Linked DNA regions of Zea mays: regions 1 and 3 are each linked to region 2. The links are chromatin contacts, called in public Hi-C maps. All regions are on one chromosome and are shown on one strand. Each heading gives the region's core, a stretch centred on a gene start, on an enhancer-like site or on the middle of the called end of the contact. The rest is flanking DNA. Distances are from core to core; before and after follow the strand shown. Region 1 holds the start of LOC103640902. Region 2 holds the start of LOC100285386 (cyclin-A2). Region 3 holds the start of LOC100273413 (Nitrilase-like protein 2).

Region 1 (2,700 bases), core at 179-2,678, 470 kb after region 2:
AAGCAGACACCCTCTTCCAGCCTCTGCCGTCCACATTCACCACGACTCTGATTGGAGACCCAATGAGTGGGAAGATGATGTAGATCGCGCATCCATCAGATGATAGCGTCGATGGCGGGGACCTTCCCCCTCCAGTGGACGACGGCAATGATAGCGTGCATGATGGTTGCGACGGGGGTGGAAGGTGTGGCCGAGTAGGAAGGGAAAGAGGGCGAGGGTGTATAGGGAGTCACCGGGCTAGACAACGGCACGAGGTCGTGACTCAACTGCGTTAAATATAGACATGCGAGGGGGCAGCGGCAGAGATATCGAGCGAGGGCGAGGGCGAGGGACGGGCGTGAGAGGGGGGAGGGGATGACGGAGATCTCAGGCATGCGCGGTGGGATGAGGGACGTGGAGACCGCGGTGAGGCGGGGGCGCGGGGCGGACGCGTGACCTCGCCTGACGGGGGCACACGGTTGTGGATGCCTATTTTGCCATCGAATCCGAGGATGGGGCGCGGAATCCGAGGATGGCTCGGCGCGCCGAGGTGCGCCCTTTCCACTGATGGTGTGAGGGCCTTCCATAGACGGAGTGGATGCAAGATCTCGGGGCATGTGGGGCGAGGAGGAGGAGGAGGTGGTGGGGGATGCTGGTGTGGGATAGGAAACACGACACGTGGTGGCGGATGCTGGTGTGCCATAGACGCGAGATTTCCTGGTGGCGGATGCTAGTGTGCCATAAACGCGACTGATGGTGTGGGATGGCCGAGCGGCGATCTGGGGAGAGAGGACGAGGATTGTGGGAGAGAGCGGGGATTGCGGGAGAGAGGACGCGAACACTGATGTCGGGCGGGGGCATGGCGTGCTTCACCAAAAAAATGCTGTGGACGCCCACTCTAACATCATATAGAGTAGTGTATATATATATAGGCAACATATCCTATGTAAAAAGTTCTCCTGTGTAAACATGCTAAAACGTCTTAACAACCTTTGGATCCAGAATCAAAGGCTAATCTTAATCCCACCTAATAATCTTGTGTTTTTTCTAAAGAACCCCCTCCTGGTAATCTGGTGCGGTGGCGGTTAGGTGGGATTAAAATTAGCCTTTGATTCTGGATCCAAAGGTTGTTAAGGCGTTTTAGCATGTTTACACAGGAGAACCTTTTACACAGGATACGTTGCCATATATATATATATAGTTTGTATATTTGGAGCCCTGTGCTTTCAATATCTAGAGGAAGCCCTGGTCCAATAGTATATTATGGTTCAACCATATTATCTCAATTGTTTCCAATCCAACGTAACACAAGCCCAGCGACGGATCTCAGGCCCAACCAAACCGACCTTCGGCGGCCCAGAACAGCAGCCTATCACGACCAAAACCGCCAAACCCTAGTTGTGCATGCATAGCCCCTCACGCCAGCCGCCAACGCCCCAATCCCGTAACCGCAGCCTCGCCCTGCTCGCATCTTCCTCTCCCTCTCAGCGCTGGTGCTCAATCTACAGGTCGTCCCGCTCCCTACACACCCGCCCTCCGGTGTGAACCTTCATGACGTCCGCAACCACTCTCCGGTAAGAATCCCGTGTGCGCTTACACGAAGATTGGTAATAGTGGCGACCCAGTCGCAACCGCGGACCTTCGCCTCTTCATCGCTTGCTCGTTGTCGTTCTTTGCCTACGTCTGCACCCGACGCTGCTACCCTTCGCTCACCTGTTCATAATCCTTTCAGATCTGCTGTCGTGACCTCATCCAGCCGTGCTGTGGCAGTGGATCGGAGTTCGCTCCAGCTCTGATTGTAAGGAACTAAGCATGCCCCTCTCATATTTGCGTAGATGCGTTGTTTGTCTCATTCTACAGAATCACTCTCCCATAATGTTGATTTCTATACGTATTAATGTTGGTTAGAGTAGGCATGTGCAACGAAAGTTACAAGAATGGTAGAATTCTTCCATGAGTTCTGTATGGTAGTGCTCCTAGATGGTATGTTGTAAATTAGATATTACCTTGCGTCCTCCACATCTTCACACATATATATGGTTTTTATAGGGGGAAAATGACTAGGGTATCAAGTGGAAAAACATAACGGTCTAGGTTCTACTGCACCTCTTTCAGGCTAAGCATCTAAACAACAATATGTAAATTATCCTTTTCCAATAAAATACATGCTTAAACCGTGGTTGCTAGGCGAATGGTCCTACTTTGGTCATCAAATGCAGGTTAGCTTAATTTTTTCTAATGCATTATTATTTGTGGTTTCCATCACATGTACGTTAGCTTATCTTTTAGCAAATTTGTAGCTGACGTCAATTAACTTTTTAGTGGAATTTTATCTGCTCATTCTTATATTCAGGAATTCCACTACTATATGTGCCACTTAAAGTTGTTATGTCAAAATATTATGGTGAAAGCGAGCGTCTATTGGGATCTATTTTTTATCTTGCAAATGATCTTCCTGAAGGAGGTAATATATTCTTAGATGAGGTATATATCGTAATACTTATAGCATAAACACTCAAGCCACTACAAGTAAGCTCTTGCCCTTTGCTTGTTTCCAGATTGATATGTCAAGATACGCTTGTTTCATTTGAGCTCACTGTTATCTGAAAATCTATAGACTGCCTTCGTCCCCTTCATCACTGCCAATGACCGTGACTTGGCCACCACAGCAAAAGCACGCAGGATCCTTGATGTGTGTGGTCTAGACGTGATTGAATTGGG
Region 2 (2,700 bases), core at 91-2,590:
AAGATAAAAAAACAGTTTTTTGGCAAGCTCACAAGACATTGTTACTCTCAAATGCAGAGGTTGAACTAAGAGCATGCTTGTTTGGGATTATAATCTGTCCAAATTATATAATCTAACTTATTTTAAACTAACACTTAGTTCAAAATAAGGTGGATTATATAATCTATTCTAGGCATATTATAATCTCAAATAAATAGACCCTAAGGGGATGTTTGGTAATCACCTCCTAAACTTAAGTGACTAAAGTTTAGTCACTTTTAGTCTATAAACTGCTAAACGGTAATGACTAAGGCCTTCCAAATAGAAATTCAAGGGACTAAAGTTTAGTCTCTATAATTTAGGAGGGTAACTAAAGAAACCAGACACCCCCTAAAACTATTTGAAGGCACGAGATAACAAGTCAGAAAACAATAAATTATCTTAGAGCATAAAAAACACATGAGCGCTTTGACAAATTCCTTCTGCCACATTAATACATTATGCCAACAAATTAATTGGTCATATCGCAACTTAAAACGAAAAACCTAACAAATTAAGATTTCACGGTTGCAGAACCAACATGAACTAGAATCAAAACGTGAAAACGAGGTCATGTTTCCTTTTATGGCGAAAAAGCCTCTCATACCCAGAAATTACAGGTGTTCTTGGCACAATAATGATTACTTGTTCATGAAAGGTTTCTATTTCTTTTAGTTTCCGAGCGTCTGAGAAAACAATGCAGAGGGGGGATAGAATAAACTCGCCACACAGCATAAGTTTAATTGCCCATGCAACATCTAACTAGATCAAGTTGATAAAGAGAAATTTATTGTTTCAAAGAGAAATCAAAGGGCATATCTTTCATGTCACAAAACCTAACCTTTAAAGGGGGTGGATTTAACATTAATCCCCAAGATTATTTGGGGAAATGAGATGGTACTAGTACTAGCAGTACCCAAATTCATAACACGTAATCAACCGCATGTGTGATGAGCCGTACGCCGATTGGGAAGGAGATAAGAAAGAACTCAAGATTCGGATTTAAGCCCTCACATCGAACAAGGGAATGTATTGCAGAAAAAAGGACCAACGATTTATCCAAAAAGGTGGCCGCAGTAATTCCGTTTCCGTACCAGCAGAACAAAACGAAGAAATCAATCAGGTCCGGATGTGTCTCCCGTCTGCACCCCCACAGCAGCACGTGGGAGGAGGACGATGACAAGGGGAGGCGTGGTGCTAGCGGGACAGCGCGTGTCCTGGATCTTAGCACTGCCCCGGCGGCGTGAAGACTGAGGAGTGAGGCTCAAAAGAGCAGGGCCGCAGGGGGTGAGGAGTGAACGTCGACGGTTGGGGTTTTAGAGGCGTTTTAGGGCATGTACAGTGATGTTTAATGTGGGGGCTCTTAAGGTGTTTTAGGGGGTTATTTGCAAAAAAATCTTAGAGTCGTCTCTCCGTGAAGAGACGCCTCTGGCTCGTAAACCAAATAACAACAGACGTCTCACTTCCCACTGTACGAATTTATCGTCTGTTCTATCGATCTGATGCTATACAAATACATTTAATTCTGTATTTATTAATAGACTACGTTTATAGACACTCCATTGTACAATAGAGTCTCTTAGTTGTCTACTATGCTTGGAGAACCGTTTTGGTGTCTCTCCACTGTACATGCCCTTAGGGCGGGCTGGCGTCATCATTTGAAACAGGGTCAACTTAACCCTGGCAATTTTGGTTTCTATTCTATACTAGGTGTGTGTCCGTGCGTTGCAACGGGGGTATGCTAGGATGAGCAAGATACATATCTGATCGGATCTTATATTTCCTTGTGAGTCTGGACAGGCCCGAGCACATGCATGTGCAGCATGTACGATGGAATAGGGCCCCCAATTTAGAGATGCCCATAAAATATTATTTTTACTATATTATTAGAAGCCCATCAGATCATTAATCCCTTAATCTCTGGCTCCCTGCCTCCTAGAGTCTGGACGTTCCGTCTTCTCTCTTCTCTTCTGTTTTCTTATCGCACTCGTCGCAGATCGCGCCGCTGCCTGTCCGGCTGTCCCCTGTGCCCGGCCTGCGGCCCTGCCCAACAGCCAACGCACTGCCGCTACACAGCTACGGCAGCGAGCAGCCGCCTGCCTGTCCGGCTGTCCCCTGCCCAAGTGCCCAGCCCAACGGCCACCTTTGGAAATTCTAAAGTTTCTGAAACGACATAATTCTTTTCCTAATGCAAGTATTGCATATAGAGTTCTATTGACCATTCCAGTGACAGTTGCATCAGCAGAATGAAGCTTTTCTAAATTGAAGCTATTGAAGTCATATTTGCGCTCTACAATGTTACAACAAAGACTTACTGATTTGACCCAGATATCACTTGAGAGTGAATTATTGGAGAAGATTGAATATGAGCGTATTATTGAAGAATTCATTTCAAGTAACACCAAAAGAATGAAGTTGTTCAAATAAATATGATACAACAAAGCATTGAATAGGTACGTTTCCTTTTCCATGGCTATGTAAACCATTATAACATATGTATTATTACTATATTTTATTTTTTCTTAGGATATAAGCCCCAATTTAAAATTACGTACAGGGTCTCAGATTATGCCGGCCCGGCCCTGGGTCTGGAGAAAGTTTGCTCGGAAGCCCATCTAGTTATGTGTCCGTGCGTTGCAACGCAATACAAAATATTGGACAAAATGTCTGGTTATCTATGTG
Region 3 (2,700 bases), core at 86-2,585, 310 kb after region 2:
TGTAAGCTAACAGATGAACAAGGGAGCACAACATGTACAGATGAAAAAAGAAGATACTTATGTGAGGTGACAAAATTCAAGTTAGACAACAAGAACATAGATTCCAAGAATACAGGAGCATTTTGGGAAACTAAATGACAATGTGTAGCCTATGCACATTGAGATGGCACAGGTGTGAAATATTAAAAGAAAAGCGACATTTTTGTTCTCACTAACTTTGCAAGTGAGCAGTATCTCTGCATTATTGGCCCATCTAATGGTTCAGCTAGCTTCATAGCCTCGCCATCCTTGGATCCAATGAATGAGAAGACCTCAGGGAAGCAAAGAAATTTCACTCCAGAAGCAGCTGCTTCCTAAATAAAAACAGATTATATAAGCTTCCATGTTAGTCTGTCTACTCAGCATTATTCATATATCAAAACCTGGAGCAATAGAAGCAACACAACGACTTAAGAAAACCATATTGAAAATACAGTAAGGTATAAATATGTGCAGTACAATGAGGCTACTCATGTCCTAAGGACTAAGAACTGTCAGCCGTATTGCCAACAGGTCTGTCAATATCAGAAACACAACATTGTGTATGGCTCCATCTTTTGCAGGTTGATTAGCTGTCCTTCTACCACCAAAAAAAGCTGGTTGCACCACGCTGTTGAAGTATGACATTGACAATTGTGCTTATCTTCGGACGCCATGCATGTGTGCTCAATCAAACTATGGTTGACACAGTAAAAGCAGCATAACGTTCTAACCAGCAAGATTCATCGACAAGTACTCGTCTTCGTGTTCATGTTTATAATTTGAAGGAAATTTTGCATATCCCGCATGAGAGTATCAAATGTAGCATTCATTTATCCTCTTTCACTATAGGCTGCATCAGTGGTGAACAAATTGTGTTTCCGACATCACAATTCCCACCATCCAAAATACAAAACTGCTATGTTAACACAAACAAGTGAACAACCAGGTGCAGGACCAAGGCCTGCTCTGCATCACCACAGAGATACTTAATCATCAGTTGCAGACCAGACCTACGCCCGGGACGGCGCGGCAGCGGTCCCACCAGCGCTAGCCCTGTTAGCGGCGGCGGCCTATCTAGGATCTAGGATAGGGGACGGGGAGACTAGAGGAGGGCTTGCCTTGGTGAGGCGGGAGCAGGTGGCGTAGTTGGCGTCGACGTCCCCCACGGAGGTCATCTGTACCACGGCCACCCTCGCCGGCGAGGCCCCTGCGGCGGCGGAGGCCATGGCGCGACCGATGCGGAAACGGAATGGGAATCTCACCGCGGCGGCGGTGGCGGCGACTGGGAGCGAGGCCGCGAGGGAGGCCAGGGCCATGCGGCAGCGACCGCGACTCCAGGCCGGCGCCTCGTGCACGGGTACACTCGATCTGGTGCGCGTACCGGCGGAGCTCACACGTCAACGCTTGCTAGCCGTTGGATCAGAGCGGCATTCTATGCTTGCCACCGTTGGATGTGAGAAGACCACATGCGATGCGTTGCACTGAAGAGCCCACCAGCCAGTTGGACGAGAGCTCGTCACACGGCGCCGCTGCTCGCCGGTTGATACACCGCGTGGTCCCTTGAAAACAGGGCATTCATCGGCCTCTTAAAGCAACTCGAATAGCTCGAATAGTTATGTATACTTTTATTTACTATCTAAATCTTAGATTTAGCAAGTTCTTAAATAATATAGAAAACAAATAAACTTATCTCCTCCAACAGTTCTCTATATATTACTTTCTAAATATGTTAAAATTTAACATGACACCCATTTGAGTGGGACCATCATCGATGGCATATTCAACTTGGTGAGTTGTGTTGACCTTTTGGTTTACGGTTGCAATTGTTTATTTATTTATTTCTAACATGTGCACATGCGGCTATTGTATTGACAATTATTTAATCTCTAGCTGACTGTCGTTGTCCAACGCATGGGCTCTGTTAATATATCGTTACTACAAAGTGAAAAAGGCAGCGAAATACAAAAATTACCGTCAATTTTTTTGTTTAGGGAGTTGGTAAATGGTTGCTAAATGTAGAGAGAAAATAATGTTAGATGAAGAGTAGCTAAATTTATGAAATTCATTTAGAGAACCGTTGGAGAGGAATTTTTAGTTTAGTTACTTAAATTGTTGATTTAGTGAGTCTTTTAGAGAACTATTGGAGTTGCTCTTAAGACATGTTTGAAAGCATTTTCTATATCTATACTATACTTAAAATATTAGTTTCAACGGTCGTCTCACGTCATCTTTTTATAAAATAACTCCTCATAATTATTTCAAATTAATTCGTTGCACACCTATAGATGGCCAAACGGCGGCCTGGCATGGGCCAAACGCCCACGGGCCACAACTCTGGCCCATGCACGTCATGCCGGCCTGTTGACTGTGCCGGGCCAACCCATTAGCCCGTCGGCCTATTTGATTAAATCAGCGTAAAATGTTAAAAATAGTGCAAGAGGTGAGGTTCGAACACATGCCCTGATGAAAGAAGCACGGGAGGACATGTTTGAAAGCATTTTCTATATCTGTAGAATACTTAAAATATTAGTTTCAACGGTCGTCTCACGTCATCTTTTTATAAATAACTCCTCACAATTATTTTAAATTAATTCGTTGCACACCTATAGATGGCCAAACGGCGGCCTAACATGGGCCAAACGCCCACGGGCCACAACTCTGGCCCATGCACATCATGTC

What was found. Hi-C and Micro-C count contacts between places; a contact is called where the count stands out from the background.
Region 1: a contact with region 2 is called in a Hi-C map of tassel, with 2.3 times the contacts expected there. The contact joins the promoter of LOC103640902 here to the promoter of LOC100285386 in region 2. A contact is called at or near these places in 2 of 25 Hi-C or Micro-C datasets (ear and tassel).
Region 3: a contact with region 2 is called in a Hi-C map of tassel, with 3 times the contacts expected there. The contact joins the promoter of LOC100273413 here to the promoter of LOC100285386 in region 2. A contact is called at or near these places in 2 of 25 Hi-C or Micro-C datasets (ear and tassel).

The regions. Positions count from the first base shown.
Region 1 is chr10:17,040,808-17,043,507 of Zm-B73-REFERENCE-NAM-5.0, reverse strand. It overlaps LOC103640902, which reads left to right and starts at 1,428. Exons shown (of 8, transcript XM_020545561.3): 1 at 1,428-1,553; 2 at 1,712-1,777; 3 at 2,333-2,443. The coding sequence starts at 2,348.
Region 2 is chr10:17,509,304-17,512,003 of Zm-B73-REFERENCE-NAM-5.0, reverse strand. LOC100285386 (cyclin-A2) reads right to left here and starts at 1,340. Exons shown (of 12, transcript NR_182157.1): 1 at 1,113-1,340.
Region 3 is chr10:17,195,863-17,198,562 of Zm-B73-REFERENCE-NAM-5.0, reverse strand. It overlaps LOC100273413 (Nitrilase-like protein 2), which reads right to left and starts at 1,335. Exons shown (of 9, transcript NM_001147850.1): 1 at 1,140-1,335; 2 at 217-353. The coding sequence starts at 1,247.